2 separate regions of the Mus musculus genome follow, and region 1 is linked to region 2. A link is a contact called in public promoter capture Hi-C data. All regions are on one chromosome and are shown on one strand. The core of a region is the stretch at or near the end of the contact, and the rest is flanking DNA. Distances in the headings are between cores, read along the strand shown.

Evidence for each region. Promoter capture Hi-C pulls out the DNA fragments that hold promoters and counts their contacts.
Region 1: a promoter capture Hi-C map of embryonic stem cells shows a contact between it and region 2, with 7 times the contacts expected there. The contact joins the promoter of Spdye4c here to the enhancer-like site in region 2. A contact is called at or near these places in 7 of 39 promoter capture datasets (the 3T3-L1 cell line, the C10 cell line, embryonic stem cells and 3 more), 1 of 484 Hi-C or Micro-C datasets (cortical neurons), 11 of 115 datasets of contacts at active chromatin or transcription factors (the 230-238 cell line, astrocytes, bone marrow-derived macrophages and 6 more) and 1 of 9 other capture datasets (macrophages).

What each region holds. Positions count from the first base shown.
Region 1 is chr2:128,589,070-128,594,078 of GRCm38.p6, reverse strand. Spdye4c (speedy/RINGO cell cycle regulator family, member E4C) reads right to left here and starts at 1,738. Exons shown (of 9, transcript NM_001310641.1): 1 at 1,648-1,738; 2 at 1,376-1,483; 3 at 1,078-1,194; 4 at 126-242. The coding sequence starts at 1,738. It overlaps Gm36203 (a long non-coding RNA gene), which reads left to right and starts at 2,166. Exons shown (of 9, transcript XR_866725.3): 1 at 2,166-2,978; 2 at 3,265-3,600.
Region 2 is chr2:127,587,794-127,592,877 of GRCm38.p6, reverse strand. Mrps5 (mitochondrial ribosomal protein S5) reads right to left here. Exons shown (of 12, transcript NM_029963.2): 2 at 2,097-2,183; 3 at 927-1,064. Among named protein-coding and RNA genes, the nearest start is that of Mrps5, 2.9 kb to the right of the region's middle. Within about 2 kb of position 2,102, at least 30 of the 459 cell types and tissues checked have an H3K27ac peak or open chromatin away from gene starts, as enhancers often do. A contact at or near this core is called in embryonic stem cells, where this site is marked.

The DNA.
Region 1 (5,009 bases), core at 489-2,988, 1.0 Mb before region 2:
CCAGGCTGAGAACACTGGCAACCTCCTGACCACTGCTCAGGAATCCGTCACTTCTCGAAGACTAAGTGACGGTAGTAACTTGGCTGTGACTGGCTCTTCATGCAGGGACAAGAATGGACATATACCTGCTTTGACATCCACAAGTGTCCTTGTCTTGTGAGCCCTCTTCCTTTTGGTTCGCTGCACAGGGACATCCCCTGCCGAGGCATCACTGGAGGCAAGAGTGACACAGACTTCTGGATCTGCAGGAAGAGACCTCACATGACCACAAGAAGACAACCTGGACATGGTTGGGTTCTTCCCTTCTCAGAATTCCATGTGACATCTAGAAACATCTGGCAGAAATTGCTTTCACTTATCTACACATTAGAGTAGACATTGAGTTACAATGAAATATTTTATCAAGCTCCAGCTGTTCTCTGGTACCTCTTTCTGTGGATCATTCTGCCTGTAAGACACCCCAGGGAGATAAATGAATTTGCTGATCTTTTATCTACAATTGCTACAAAAGTGAAGAATAAAGTTGATGTCCTAGATCATCAGGACACCCCTTGCTCTGGCCTTGTAAAACTTGATTTAGAAGAGTTTGGGAAGAGGGAGGAACTAGGCACAGTGGTATGCTATTTCAAGTTGCATTTATACTTGGACAAGAATGTCAAGGGGCCTATGCCGGGGCCTAGCAAACACAGAAGTGGATGCTCACAGTCAGCTATTGGATGGATCACAGGGCTCCCAATGGAGGAGCTAGAGAAAGTACCCAAGGAGCTAAAGGGATCTGCAACCCTATAGATGGAACAACATTATGAACTAACCAGTACCCCCGAGCTCTTGACTCTAGCTGCATATGTATCAAAAGATGGCCTAGTCGGCCATCACTGGAAAGAGAGGCCCATTGGACACACAAACTGTATATGCCCCAGTACAGGGGAACGCCAGGGCCAAAAAACTGGGAATGGGTGGGTAGGGAAGTGGGGGGGAGGGTATGGGGGACTTTTGAGATAGCATTGGAAATGTAATTGAGGAAAATATGTAATAAAAATATTAAAAAAAAAAGAATGTCAAGGGGCAGACACCTACCCATCTTGATATTGTCCAGTTTTCTTTTTCTTTGGCCCTTTTTCCTCTTGGATCTCTGCTCAGGGACATCCCCTGCAGAGCCATCACTGGAAGCCAGAATACTGGTGACCTGTGGAGCTGCAGGAACAGAAGACCCCACGTGACCATGAGAGGCACCCACTTGGCCAATGCTGGGCTCTCCCCTTCTCAAGCCTAGTGAGGAATTTACATGTAACACCTGAAGACAGCAAGAGGAATGCTTCCCCCACCAGGTATATGCTTATCTACAAAGGTGGCTTCGAGCTGAGTTCCTACGCACCTTTTTTTGCCAAGCAAACACTGTCCGCTGGCACCTGTTTCCCTGAATCATTCTGCTTGCAGGACTCCTTTGAGGAGACAGGTGACATCTCGGATCTTCTGTCTGAAGCTACAAAAAGTGAACAAGAAGTGACCTCCTGGCTCAGCAGGACAGCCCTTGCCATGCCCTTGCAGAACTTGACTCAGAATGGTTGGGGAAGAGGGAGGGGCTGTACTGTCCCACCCTGCATTCTTCTGGGGACCAGGGGCGAAAGCGCCAAGGGTGACACACACCTATCGTTGCTTTCACAGGCACTTTTTTCTTTTGACCTTTCGTTGGCTTCTGAAGCCGTGGTGTGGTATCTGAGGCAACTGGTGTGGACATGATGGAATCCTGTTGTCTTTGGTTTCCCAACCAAGGAGACAGCCCCGCTTGATTCCAACTCCAGGCTATCTCTGTGTAGTCTTCTTTTACTAAAACAAAAGAAAAATAAAAAGTTGCAGTGGTTAAATAGTTAATGGTGGCTGAAAGTTTTTTTTTTTCTTCTTTTGAGGTAATGGGACTTGAATGTAGGACTTCACACATGCAGGGAAGCACTTCACCATGGAGCTCCATGCCATCATTCCTGATTATTTTTTGTAATTAAAAAAAATCTATTTATTTTATGGATGAGTGCTTTATCTGCATATACACCTGTGTGCCAGAAGAGGGCATCAGATTCCTTTATAGATGGTTGTGAATCACCATGTGGTTGCTGGGAATTGAACTCAGGACCTCTGAGTGCTCTTAACCACCGAGCCATCTCTCCAGCCGCTGTTTTTGATTCGTTATGAAACTAGAATTTAATCTGTGCATAAAGAATACCTCATGTAGTCCTTGTAATCTGTGAAGAACTGTAATCCACCTGCTTTACACATGAGAAGGTGGACTTGTGTAGAGTGTGTCCCCTGACTGTGGCTAGGCCACCGTGGGTTTGCCAATGGGAAGAATGGCTATTGCCAGTCATGTTTCCAGTTGGGTCAGTATGGATGATTTTACACACCTGTTTTCTTTGATATTACCTCTTTATATGTCTATGAGCCATTATAAATTCACAGGCAATTAAATCTTGTTAAAAATACAGCCCAAGTAGCCCACACTGTCCTCCTTGTGGCTCCTTCTCAAGGGCAGTCATTGGTGGACAAGATTCCTCTTGACTGTCCCCCTCCCTGTTTTCACTCTTTCCCCTTTATCTCACATTACCTTTTGTTTTGTTTCCCCTAATCTAAAACCTGATTCTGTTCCCACTGTATCACCAGTTGTCCATCCTGAGACTCCAGTGGATCCCTGACATACGCCAAGACTCTCTCTCTGAAGAAACACAGCGCAGCGCCTGATACTCAGCCTAGCACAGCATTGGGTGACGCCCGTGTGAGCACCTGCTCTGGTCTCTCAAGCTCTAGTCCTTCCAGGCACATTCAGAGTGTACCCAGAGCTCTGTCTCACAACTGTGAGGAGGGCGGTGATAGTAGCTAAATGGGCTCAAACATTCTGAAGGTCCTGTTGACATCACACCATTCCGTCAGAACCTGCTCTCTAGTCTGTTAAAGAAATGCACCCGAGGAACAGGCCATGGGCATCCAGGGTAAAAAAGATGCATGCCTGTCCCCTCTGGACAATCAAGTGATCTTCTCTTGTCTCCCTGATAAATTCTTTTTGGGCTTCACCTTGTACCTAAATCACACTGTCTAAGAATACAAATGAAACTGTGTTCCTGAAAGGGTAGATTCAGAGCACACAAGCATTGACCCCTTCATCCATAGTACAAAGCTGTGCACACAGTTTACTTTGCTGTTTGGGTTTGATTCCTATCAGAATACAATCAAATCATCTTTCAAATCTTCTATGTTGATACTAAGATTGGTATGCAGGTTCAGAACTTACACCTAGAGACTGATCATACATTACTTTCTCCAAATGATCTTCTTGTGAGAACAACCTACATAACCAGTTCAGTACCCCAGGGAGGAGGAGATTGGTAAGTCACCAGCTTTACTTGGGTTTTTCATATGGACAAGTTCATGCTCATGTGTCTGTATTCCTTCTGTGCGGCTGTATGTCTTGTGTGTGTGCTGTGATCTTTATTAAGATGTACACAATTCTATGTCAAGGCTCCATCGTGGTTCTCAAAGGATTCTGTTTCCCCAACATCCCTGACAACCATTAATTTCATCTGTCTATAAAAGTGAGGACATGACTGCTCCAAGGTATGATTGAACAGGATGTCTTAATTGTAGATTGGAGAGAGAGTACAGCCAGAGGCACCCGGAATAGTCCAGGGTTCTTTCTGTTTGTTTGTTTATTTATTTATTTTATTAATTAATTAATTTATTCATTCTATATCCCAATCGCTATCCCCCCCATTCCAGTCTCTCCCTCACAAGAGTCCCTCCCCCAGTCCCCCTCTCCTTCTGCTCTGAGAGGATGCCTCCCATCCCCCTACCCTGACACATTAAATCTCAATAGGGTTAGGTGCATGTGGGGAGCTTTGGGGGTCGTTTGGCAGAAATCTGACTTTGGCCAAGGACAAGGAAATGGGCTTCAGGCAGGAATCTGACATTAGGCCATGACAAGGAAGTAAAAACTCAGGCAGGAATCAAATTTTAGGCCAGAACAGGGAAGTAAGTTCAGGCAGGAATCTTAATTTTAGGGTGGAACAAAAGAAGTAGGCTTCAGGCAAGAATCTGATTTTTGTGCTTGGACGAGGAAGTAGGCTCTGAGATTTTGGGTCATCCTGACAGACCCTTAGAAACAGTGATCCTGGGAGTGATCACAGGACTTTGCTTATTGCCTTGCTTGTTCCTTGACTATCTGTGTTTATTGTACTCTTTGCCCTTATTGTTTACGTGTAATGAAAGTGGTATAAAAGCGGATTGGGAAAAAAATAAGCCTGCTTTCAGTCTCAGAATTGACTGAGGCCATGCTGTAGTTTTATCTAATTGTCTCTTTCTTTTCAATCCTCTATTCTGGCGCAGGAGAACCTGTTGACTGACTGAGCAGGCTTGGTCAGGTGCATTTTCTCCCACTGATGCCAGACAAGACAGACCCATAGGAGACGGATTCCACAGACAGGCAACAGCTTTAGGGACAGCTCCTGCTCTAGTTGAGGGAAGACCCACATGGAGACTGAACTGCTTACATATGTGCCAGGGAGTCTTGGTCCAGCCCATGTATGCTCTGTGGTGGTTGGTAGCTCAGTCTCTGGGAGCCCCCAAGGGTCCAGGTTAGTTGACTCTGTTATTCTTCCTGTGAAGGAAAGTATTCCCTTCAGGGTCTTCAATCCTTCCCTCAGTTCTTCCACAAGAGTCCTCCACCTCCATGAGTTGTTTGGCATGTCCTAGAGATTCTCTTCACCCCCACAACCCTCCCCCCACAACCTCTCTCCTTATACCTTATCCTGCCCTTCATTTTCCTCCCATTCCTGCTCCCACCCAGTTCCTTCTTTCCCTCCCTCTGCTTCCTATGACTATTTATTCCCCCTTCAAAGTGAGATTCAAGCATCCTCTCTTGGGTCTTCATTGTTTAGCTTCTTTGGGTCTGTGAAGTGCATCATGGGTATCTTGTATTTTATGACCAACATCCACTTATAAGTGGGTTGCTGTTATCTCACTCAGGA
Region 2 (5,084 bases), core at 853-3,352:
TTTCACTGCGCTGTTTCTCCAGAGCAGAGGTTGGAGTTTGTGCTGCAGGACAATGGAGTGATGAGATGCTGAGTCCTGGGTGCTCTGGTCCCAGCCTTCTGACCTGTGTTTAATGCTTCCCAATATAGGGGGCTTCTTTAAAGACTGAAAGGCTTTCATTTCCTGTGAGGTCTTCTGAGCCCCAACTCACAAGGCACAGGAGTCTGTCAGTCCAGGGATATCCTTCTCTACTTATTAAAACAATGAGCAAAATGAAACCACTCAGCCTGGCACCCACACTACATTCCCGAACACACTTGCATTACATTGCCCCAGTTCTTCTTGGTCTATAACAAGAATGCCCTTGACTGGATACCAGGTGAGTTGTTCTGTGGGTCAAGACCCCGCTTCATGGGAAAATCCTGTTTGTTGTTCCCAACACTGGTTCAGACCACAAAACCTTCTACCTTTCACCCAGAGCATCAGCAGCTACTTCTGTGGCCATCGGCTTCTCACAGAGAGCACAACACTTAGCGTCCATCACCCACTTCAGTGAGCTTCACCTTGACACAGTCAACCACTTAGGAGGTGCCACAAAAAAGAGCACCAATGTATTTTTTCCTGGCATGGCTCTAAATCAGTAGGGTACTGGGCCATGATCCAATACCACTTGGCCCTCAGGTGCCCCAAACGAAGGGCCTTACATTTCCTACACAAATGTTTACTGCTGAGCTATTCTCCCCACCATTCAAAGTAAATCTGTTATCAATTGTACAATTGATGGCATATAGATAATTCTGGGAGGGGGTGGCTATATCAAGGAATGCTTTTATTTTAATAGGATATTATAAACTAGTCACTAAAATTTTTATTTGAGAAGAAAAATTAAATACAAACACATTCCATTTTCTGGTTCCATGAAAAGGGAAGTTTATCCTCCTACTTACGTTTGGTGAAGAAGCTGTAGGGCCGGCACTGCTGGCCCGTCCAGTTGCCGGGAGAGGAAACGCAGCACTGTGTCTGTAGCACATGGCTCAAGCTGGTCAGACAGTGGTTGCGCCTTGTTTCCCTGGATGACAATGAGCCTAAGGCAGATAGAATGCTAGCATCATTTCATACTAGTCACACTAATTCATATACTGATCATAATCATACTAATTAAAATAAGTCACCAAGGGCTGATGAGATTCTTGGACAGTTGAAGGATCGCTCGCACCTGCTGCCAAGCCTGACAACCTGAGTTTGATTCCACGGACACAAGTGGTAGAAGGAGAGCTAGCCCCTACAAACTCTCTTCTGGCTTCTACACATGTGGCAGAATGTGTATCCAAACACACGTGCGCACACGCGCACGCGCTCACACGCTCACACACACACACACGTAAATTTTAAAAAGACTTTAAATCACCAATATCTTGACCTTTTAAGAATTGTATTTTGGGGCAGGAGAGGTGGCTCAGCAGTTAAGAGCATGTACTGCTCTGGAAAAGAACCCAGGTTGGGTTCCCAGCACCCCTTTCAGACATCTCACAATCACCTAACTCTGCCTCCAGGAAACCCTTGCTTCTGTCTGGCCCCTTAGGCACCTCCACTCATGTGTACAGACCTACCCCTACTTCCAGCCAAGACACAGACACAAAGAAATCTATTTTAAAAAAACAACAACAACAAAATTCGAGACATTTTCAAAACAAAATAACCTAAATGTCTCTGCTAGTTACAGAGCTGCATCTCCTCCACAAGACAGATGTGGCATCTCTGCCATATCCAGGAGCACACAGCCTCCTGTAAGTAAGTAAGAAAGAGAACAGAGCCCTCTGCTGTGTGCAGCAGGCAATGTGTGCTGATCTGCAAATGTACCAGCAGAGCAAGATGCCAGAGTCTGCAGCGTATCCTGTTTCATGTTTAGAAACAAAGCAGGTGTGTCTGTGAGTGCATCTTACACACCCCAGCAGCACATACAAGAAACTGTAACTATAGTTGCCCCTGGGGAAGAAGCTGATCCGTGTATAATGCTTTGCCAGTTCCCCTAGACGCCCACCCTCTCCTGGAAACTTGTAACAAAACTACTGCACAGTAAATAAACCTTAAAGAACAGAGAGGTAGTAGCACCTTACCGTGGCTAAGAGCTGTCTTCACTGCCAAAAAGGAAGTGGCTGCTACTGGAAAGGCGTTTAAAGAGAGTTGCCTAGACAGGAAATGACCTAAAAATTGGGAGGAAAAGAGTATTTGTTTAAAGATATTTTCTACATGAGACGGAGCATTTTAACCAGTAAGATATTGGAACCTACAAAACAGAAAGATTAAGACAATATGTAAGCCATCTCTAGGCTCCACGCCGACATGGCGCCTCATCTCCACCTTTCACCCTCAAACCCATGCAGTTTCCAAGCCTCGTGAAAGTCCCTTGATGTCACCTGCACCCCCTGCCGTCCTTGCTGGTCCTTCCATGCTACCCATACTCCTGCAAACAACCCAACAAAACTCATGGATTCACCAAGGCAGACTTCGGGGGAATCATCACGCTGCTCTCTGGAGGTTCCCTAGCATAGGTGAGTAGAGCGTGCGCATGCGTGGTGTTGGGAAGGGCGGAGCCTCTTTCAACAACAGCTCCGGGGAAGCCCCCCAGATCCCCACTCCTGCTCCCTCTGGCACCCACCAGCCCTCACTCAGCGTGGCGTTCTAGCACCGACTCTGACAGCAGAGCTGAGAAAACTCATGTATGGAGACAGCGGGGCAGTAAAATCCAGATGGAGGAAGTGCAGGTCTGCCTCTGATCATCAAAAACTAAACCAGACAGAGGCCAAAGGTCTATAAAACTCGTAAACAATCACAACCTTGGACTTGGCAGTGGTTTCTTAGATACAACACCAAAAGCACATGCTACCAAAAGGGAGAGGGGGAAAACAGATGAATGAGACCATCAAAATTTCAAACCAATGTGTTCAATGCTAGAAACAGCTTGGCGGCACAGCTCTTGCCTGATGTGCACTAGGCCCTGGATGCTCAAAAACAAAAACCTGTGTTTCAAGGAACACTATTAATGTCAGGTATACTAGTATATCCCAGCATTTGAGAAGCTGAGGCAGAAGAATCACTGTGCGTTTGAGGCTAGACTACATTCATAGTGAGAACCTTGGCAGGGGAGGGGGTCTTAAAAGTTAACATGCAAAACTCTTTAAAAAAAAAAAGTTTATGCACAGTGCACATGCCTTTTATCCTAGCCTGGAAGCAGAGACAGGCTGACCTCTGTGAATTCGAAGCCAACCCGCTCTACATAGTGAGTTTCAAGATAGCCAAGACTACACAATGAGAGCCTGTCTCCAAAAATACTTTTTTTTCTTGCAGATTATATATCTGACAAGAGACTTATTTCTAGAAAATGCAACGAAGTCTTCCAAATCAAGAATAAAAAGTCAACCCAAGTGACAATGAACAGGAAGTAACCTGTTAGTACAGGCTCACAGACCCTGCTATGAGAGAGACTGGAACAGGAGGATGGGAAGTTCAAACCCAGCACCGGGCTAGAGAGTGATTGCAACAGCAGCCTGGGCAAGCTGTTGAGATATGTCTCAAAAAACAAAAATTTACTTCTTGTTTCTGTGATAACATATCCAGGCATAAGGAACTTAAGGGAGAAAGGGTTTATTGGGGCTCACAGTCCCAGAGAGATTCAGACCACCATGGAAGAGAAGTCATGGCAGCAAGCAGTGAAGACATGGCGGCAGAAAACCACATCCACACCCCGGAAGCAGGTGATCAGGCGTGGAAGGCAGGTGATGAAGCTCCCTAGCCCACCTCCACAGACTCACTACCTCCAGCATGGCTCCGGCTCCTAAGCATCCATAACCCATGGCTCTACCGACAGGATCCAAGCCTTCTAACACTCGAGCGTGCAGCTCAGTTGTAGAGCATGTGCCTAGCATGCACACGGTTAGATCAAGTGTTTCCCTCTAATCTAGGAAATTCATGGTCAAGAACCACACAATCAAGTTACAGGCGCACACAGACAAAAGATTTGAACAGATATTGCTTCAAGAACATACACACATGGCTATTAAGCGCATGGAAACGAGCCCATTAGAAATCAAAGCCACAAAATTAGTATATCGTCACAGCTTGGTTCTCTGAACAGGACAGACAATAACAAGTGCTGGCAAAGAGAAACTGAAGCCCCTACACAGTGCCGGTGGAGCTGTAAAATGGTACAGCTACTTGGTAGTTAGTTCCTTAGTTAAACACTGAGGTGTCACTTCAACCAGCAATTCCACCCAGGAAATACCCACAAGAGGACGGACATGTGCACAGACAGAAGCACAGCATCCAAATGTTTTAACATCAGTCCTAACAGCCAAAAGATGGAAACGGCTCAAACGTTCATCCGCCAATGAGTGGATAAACAAAATGTGGTGTAATGGACACAAGAGTATTATTGGCTCACAAGCAACATGGGACTGGTATGTCACAGCAGGGACAAATCCTGACAACACAGCATTATTGGCAGATGCCAATCGTAGAAACCAGATGCCCAGAACAGACAAGCTATGGACAGATGGGAAATAGATCAGTAGTCTCCCAGTGTTGACGGCTAGTGAGAGATGGCGAGGGGTGGGGGCAACAGTTAAAAGGTACAGTTGTTTTTTCTTTTGGAGTGATGAAAATGTTCTCAAACTGACTGTGATGATAAATGCACCGTCTACAAAAACACTAAAACAAAACCTTTGAAGTGTACACTTTAGATAGATCACCTGCGAGCGCTAGTGAATGTTACAACTTACTATGGACAGAGGCCTTAATGAGATGGTTTCAACGCCGGCAAAACAAACGAAGGCTCAAGTCACATACCCTATCAAGTGATTTCAGGTTAAATATTGCAACAAAATGAACTTTCTGGACCAGGACCTTGAGCACAATGTCCAGCGCGAAGCTATTCCTACAAGCCAACGCCATGCTAGAGATCGGCACACAACTGAAAAGGGCGGCAGGAAGACGGTGACAGCAAAAGTATATTCTGGCAAACGGATCGGCCCAGACGCTAAAATGACAGCTAGTTAATCTAACAGACTCAGTAAGAGTCTGTTAGACTTTTTGCTGGCGGCACTCTG